2 separate regions of the Hordeum vulgare genome follow, and region 1 is linked to region 2. A link is a contact called in public Hi-C data. All regions are on one chromosome and are shown on one strand. Each heading gives the region's core, a stretch centred on a gene start, on an enhancer-like site or on the middle of the called end of the contact. The rest is flanking DNA. Distances are from core to core; before and after follow the strand shown. Region 1 has its middle 7.4 kb from the start of LOC123406098. Region 2 has its middle 39 kb from the start of LOC123401218.

What was found. Hi-C and Micro-C count contacts between places; a contact is called where the count stands out from the background.
Region 1: a Hi-C map of leaf shows a contact between it and region 2, with 6 times the contacts expected there. The contact joins two enhancer-like sites. A contact is called at or near these places in 1 of 6 Hi-C or Micro-C datasets (leaf) and 1 of 1 datasets of contacts at active chromatin or transcription factors (embryo).

The regions. Positions count from the first base shown.
Region 1 is chr6H:300,130,476-300,133,572 of MorexV3_pseudomolecules_assembly, forward strand. No RefSeq gene overlaps it. Among protein-coding and RNA genes, the nearest start is that of LOC123406098, 7.4 kb to the right of the region's middle. Within about 2 kb of position 1,541, at least 2 of the 3 cell types and tissues checked have open chromatin away from gene starts, as enhancers often do. A contact at or near this core is called in leaf, where this site is marked.
Region 2 is chr6H:299,956,180-299,959,419 of MorexV3_pseudomolecules_assembly, forward strand. No RefSeq gene overlaps it. Among protein-coding and RNA genes, the nearest start is that of LOC123401218, 39 kb to the left of the region's middle. Within about 2 kb of position 1,277, at least 2 of the 3 cell types and tissues checked have open chromatin away from gene starts, as enhancers often do. A contact at or near this core is called in leaf, where this site is marked.

The DNA.
Region 1 (3,097 bases), core at 291-2,790, 170 kb after region 2:
GATATGTTTTTTTAGTTTAACCTTGTAGGATATGTTGTTCAATTTTGTATCAGGATATGCCTTTTTGGTAGTATGTACAAACAGACCCAAAAGATGATCGTGACATTGGTTTTTTGCTAAAACATTACATCAAATATAAGGCGAGCACCTCCAATAAGCTAGCAGCAGTCCAATGAACAACCAAATCAGTGCATAAATTTAATCAACTAATTTTCACACACATATATATCTTGCTTGTCAAATTACCAAACCAATGGAAATAGAGCATTGAAGGATTCAATGTAGGAAAATAACTATCCAGCTCTCTCCTACTAAAATGGTAAATCATGTTACCATCACAGCTAATGTTCTGATCGAACACCTCGAAGGAGGCTTAATCACATGCATGATTTTGGTCAGAACCACTATGTCAATGTTGAAACCGTGGAATGCAAAGAGCGTGCATATAGATATGGTATTATTAATTCTCACTTGTACGTATACTGGTGTACTATCACAAGCTTTATTATTTCACATGACTCGGGTACTCTATCGCAATAGAATGACTGTTATGCTCTCATTCCAGTACCTACCATGTCCAGAAAAAAATGATTTGAACTTATTCGATCTCACCTGGAAAACGATCAGTCTAGGTTGAGAGGAGACAATATTTTTACATCACGACATAGGTTAGTAATTTTCAGCAAGTTTAATGGCGAAATGATATTATCAAATCAAATGGTTACGCTTTTCCGGCGTACTAACCATCATGGATTAGCAGAACTGGAATACATCGACCGAGGTGATAAACACTTCACTTAATATACTCCCTCCGTCCGAAAATACTTGTCCTAAAGATGAATAAAATGAATGTATCTATAACTAAAATAAGTCTACATACATGCATTTCTAGGAAAAGTATTTCCGGATGGAGGAAGTATTATCTACATGAAAGTGTGATACAATTAGAATTGTCTAATTTCTTATTTTGGTAGATTTGTGAAGACTTTACATTTTAGATGACTAAAAGTTTTAGAAAATAGTAAGAATCCGAGAATTAACAAAATGAATAGCCCAGGCTCTAATTAATTAATACAGACATTGCAAGAGTAACATGTTTAATGACTATGATTGTTGTTCATATGCACCTTCTCTTTTGCCATGCACCCAACTTCTTGCCGCATGCGTATCCAGGTCGTTACCATCCACAACAAGAAGCTACGCAGCAAGGGCGCGTTCTCGCGTATTCTACATAGGCAAACGGCACTGTTCGTGCGTGGATGTTCGCGCGTGGATGGGCCGCAGGGTAGCGCTCCCGTGCATGGATGGGCACGCGACGATTGAATTTTCTGGCCATCTCAGGTAGGCCCGAGCTGAAGCTGTGGCAGGGTCGTTTCGAGCACGGCAGGGACGTTTCGTGCGTGTGTCAGGTGCGTTGCGTGTGGGCGTGAGAGATGGCTATGGAGCCTATTTTTTGCTGCGCCCGGTGCACTGGTCTATGAACTGTATTAAACTCTGACTTGTCCTTGCGGTGTGGTGGACGCAGCTCATATAGCAGCCGTTGTATTGCGTCCAATCTCCTTCTTATATACGTCCATCGCTCTCATCCTGTGCTCCTCCTTCCGCCTTGCTCCACCCGCCGTTATCTCCACCGATTCGGTGCTAGCCGCCAGCACCGAGCCCTGACATCAAAGGGAGTGCTGCATCTCCACAGCTGCACCGGCAACCCCGGGAAGAGCTCAAACCGCAGCGCTGCTCCACCGAACCGGCGTCGTCACCGGTGAGTCCCTGATCCAATCCAGGCTCTCTCCCCTGTTTGTCTATATGTTGGTTGTGCCTGGTCATGCTTGCCCCTCGAGTTTGTCATTGGCAAGGAAGCCGCTGGTGGAAGTCCACTCACCCTGTCCATTCTTTACTCCCTCTCTTCAATAAATCTCTGAATCTCCATGGCTAAGGCTTGGCCCGCCCTCAGGTGAGGCGGTGCTGGAGTTCAAGGTGATTGAACGCCATGACGGGGACACAGATCGGCAGTCGGTGGCCCGCTGATCCTAACCCCGTCAAGTTCATGTATGTGCTCTCTTCTTCTCCTTGCCCCTCTTGTTATTTTCTTTATCAAGTTCGATTAGAACAACCTCTTTCTTAATTGAGTGAATATTCTTTGTGTGGCTTCTAGTGTTATCCTTTTACTTCCTTCAGATATATTATAAACATTCAGATAGTTGTTCTTTTGTACAATCATATAACAAATGCTACATTTCTCAGTTAACTGACGCTCATAAGGTGTTTGTTTTTATGTCTGCAATTCCTTTTTCTTCAGAAAACGCACTGCTCGGTTCATCGTCAGCCTTGGATCGTTGTTTCATCTGCTTAGTGGATCCTCTCTGTCCTTCAGGTATGATTTGCATCGATTTTTCGTTAGAGAGTGCCCGCTCCATACGAGGCGGCTCTGGAGAGATATTTCTTCTGGCTACATGATGCATATATCGGAGCTGAGAGGGCATTGGATTGAGTGTATAAAATAGCTGTAGGAACCATTTAGGGGCCTCACCGTGAACAATGTTCATAACTCTACCGCTTCTAAGTTACTACGTACACTTCATTCTCTGTTCTATTTGTGAGTCTGCATTGCTTCAGTCAAGGTGAACAACTACCAGTAGTTTGATTATTTGTTGTACGGTATCTTCCAATCACAAAAGTGTCAATTAACTTGTCTACCTTTCAGTTATGATAGTTCTATTTTTTTGTCAAGTGTAGAGTACTTTGTTTATAGTTTATGTATCCAGCAAGTGTTAGCTTCTGTATTTGTTGGTGTGAAATTGTGAAGCAGCAGGCTGAAGGTACCATCTTCAGTATTGAGATATTCATTGCTGCCGCTCGTTTAACTTTGCCTGTTCCGAATGCCGAGTTCCTCAGTGTTATGTATCTTTTAACATATATGACTGTATTTGAAGCAGAAAATAATGAGCTGCAGGCTACAGAGTCAAGGGATTGGCATTTTCTGACCTCCTTGGCTAACTGCAGCAGCCTATCTGTTGTAGATATTCAAGATAACCTCTTCACAGGAACCATACCTTCAGATTTCGAAAAGCTATCCACCCTAAGAAAACTGTTTCTATTT
Region 2 (3,240 bases), core at 27-2,526:
AGTTTAAGGATTACAAGGGAAATTCCTACTGGATCGCGACAACATCTAATCCACTCGATACGGATCCATTCAAACAAGTACATTCCATCCACTCGGATGACAGTCAACCACTCGACCGTATGACTCACTCGGGTATGCAAATACCAACAGTCGGCAAGGCAGTCGAAGCATAGAGGAGGTTCTGTAGTGGGCTGACATTATGACATAATGCCTCATCTTGTAACATAAGAGGTGAGGGGGTGGCGCATTCTATATAAGCCACCCTCCTCCACATAGCTAGGACCAGCTTCTTCTCCGCCTGCGGGCTCATTCTTTCTCTGGAGCTCTGGCTCTCTCTATACCATGTAACTCATGTCCATGACAGATAAAACTAAGCCTCTCCGGAGCACGAGACGTAGGGTTGTTATCTCCACCGTGAGAGGCATGAACTCGCTAAACCACCGTGTCACCCATTTGCATCCCGATAGATCATGCTCCTTTATCCTACCCCATTTCTATTGTCGAAATCGTTACCACGACAGTTGACGCCCACCGTGGGGCATGGTGTTTATCGAGCCATGATGCAAATGGTATTTTCTTCAATCTTCACTAACCCAAGCTGTTCTAGGATGATCTCCCGAAGATCAAACAATCATCATCAAATATTAGACTATGGGAGTCCCGGCCATCACACATGTTAGAGTTGTGTCGAATATTGTGTACAAGGTATGTTACAGTTGGACTTGTAGTTGTATTGTGTTTAGATAGGATATGGAGTCGTGTCCAAACATGACAACTTATATCCTAGGCCCCTCATATATAGCGGGGGTAGACACACGATGTAACATATGCCAACATAATAGCACAGGTGTGCATGGGGAGCCGGCGGCGTGTGTCGGTACCCAAGGCGCCCAGGGTGCGGTGTTGTGACGGTGTCACGGGGAGGAGCGCCCGTAGTCATGACTCGGGAATGTAGCCATATCGGTGAACCTCGTTAATAAATCTTGGTGTCGTGCTCGTGTGATTGCCTGGTCCTCGGATGATTGACGGAGTGCCTCGGTTTTATTCTAACAAGTGGTATCATGAGCAAGGTTACGAAGAGGCGACAGACTGTTGATTTAGAGGATGGAAGGCAATCAGAAGCGGTGGCTGCAGCCTGCAGGTCTTGAGCATCCAGGAGATTTCGCCGAGATCGGATGCGGCGGCGGTGCAACGTTCGTACAGTTGGTGTCCTCGATGCATAGCGAGCGAGCGGCCTGTGGCGCTGTGTGGGCTGGCCCTGGCGGGGTTTGGCTGATGCAGGAAAGCTGCTCGTTCGTGGCAAGTCTGGCCGAACGCGCGTTGCGACGAGGGGCAAGGTGGACAGAGCCGTGGAAGCTGTAGACGACATTTGTTTTGGATAAAAGGAGGACTGAGTCCTGGTGCGACACGGACAGAGGCAGTCAGATCGAATCGAGCGAACAGAAAATCAGCATGGGTACCGAACCATCAAGGAGAGCAGGGCAAAGCAAAGCTAGCATTGGTCCGTGCCTAGCAGGCAAAATATTGAAGCAACAGTCGAGAAGGTTTTTTTGGCAAAGCATCAAGTGCTAGTACAGGAGCTCTCGTGAGTAGCAAAATTCAATCAATCTTTGATCTGGTGTTTCTGCTGCTTGCACACGAGAAGTGTACCAGGGAAGTTTGTGCTTTGCTATGTGCACATGGATTGCAGGGCATCATTTGAAGCTTGGATATAATTCTTTCAAAGGGTCGGTCCTACAAAGAATCATGGTGCCAACGGGTACCAGGTTTGAGGTGAAGAAGTTTGACGAAACTAAAAACCTTGGGTTATGACAGACAATGATGAAAGATTGTTGGCGCGACAAAGATGCTTGAAGGCGTTGCAGTAAGTCATGTCAGCTAAGATGGAATTATCATGTGATGGATGGAAATTCGTGGAAGATAATTTGCGAGCCTGGAGTGTGTCATCCAGTTGGACGATATCGGCTGTGTCAGACCAGAGTCTGACGGATCGACGCAAGTCGGTTGGTACAGAAGACGGTGGTGGGATTGGCGACGGCGACGTAGGAGCATGATGCTGATGGTGACCGACTTCTGGGCGTGGAAACACGTGGTGCATGCCTGGTGGCTTGTGCGGCTTCAACAAGACTATGGCGCGGGGTTGATTCAAGGTGGTGTACACACGGATCTTGAAGTCGACGGGGCGCATGGGTGGATTGATCATCTACCATGGAGTCATGTTGAAGGTGGATATGGAGTCTGGAGGACTTCACTCACGGAAAAGCGAGTGACACGTGGTTTGGACTGGAGCTCGGTGGTCTGATGGAAACGTGATACTCGTCATCGGTCGGTGATGATCGGTGGTACTCTGCACTAGGGGTTGCGTGGTGTGGGTTCGCGACCCTTGAGACTCGACCGGGACAGCGGAGGCTCGACGCGATAGTAGCGGCGAGGCGTGCGGTACGCACGGGACATGGAGACGGGCTAGGGCTCTGGTGGTCATACATGTGGTGAGACAACTGCGAATTTGACTCGGGGTGACTACAAGCAATGGTGAAATTCCTTCAAGTTTCAGACGGGCGGTCAAGGAAGAGCGGTGATGTTGATTTCAGGTAACTCTTATGTGCGACACCCAATATGAGTTGTTCACTTTCACGCAGGTCAGTGATCGGTGTGTGATGGTGTTGGATACTCTGGAAGTTGGGAGCGCAACTAGAGTAATGTGGAGCTTAATCTCGTTCGAGCGTTGACTATGGTCAGGAAAAGAAGGAACTACAAGTTGCAGGTGGAGTCACATGGAGTCTTTGTAGTAGCAACGGTGCTCATGGGACAAGTTTAAGTCCAATGTGTTGGAAATATGCCCTAGAGGCAATAATAAATTAGTTATTATTATATTTCTTTGTTCATGATAATCGTTTATTATCCATGCTATAATTGTATTGATTGGAAACACAATACTTGTGTGGATACATAGACAAAACACTGTCCCTAGTAAGCCTCTAGTTGACTGGCTCGTTGATCAAAGATGGTCAAGGTTTCCTGGCCATAGGCAAGTGTTGTCACTTGATAACGGGATCACATCATTAGGAGAATCATGTGATGGACTAGACCCAAACTAATAGACGTAGCATGTTGATCGTGTCATTTTGTTGCTACTGTTTTCTGCGTGTCAAGTATTTATTCCTATGATCATGAGATCATATAACTCACTGACACCGGAGGAATGCTTTGTGTGTATCAAACGTCGCAACGTAACTGGGT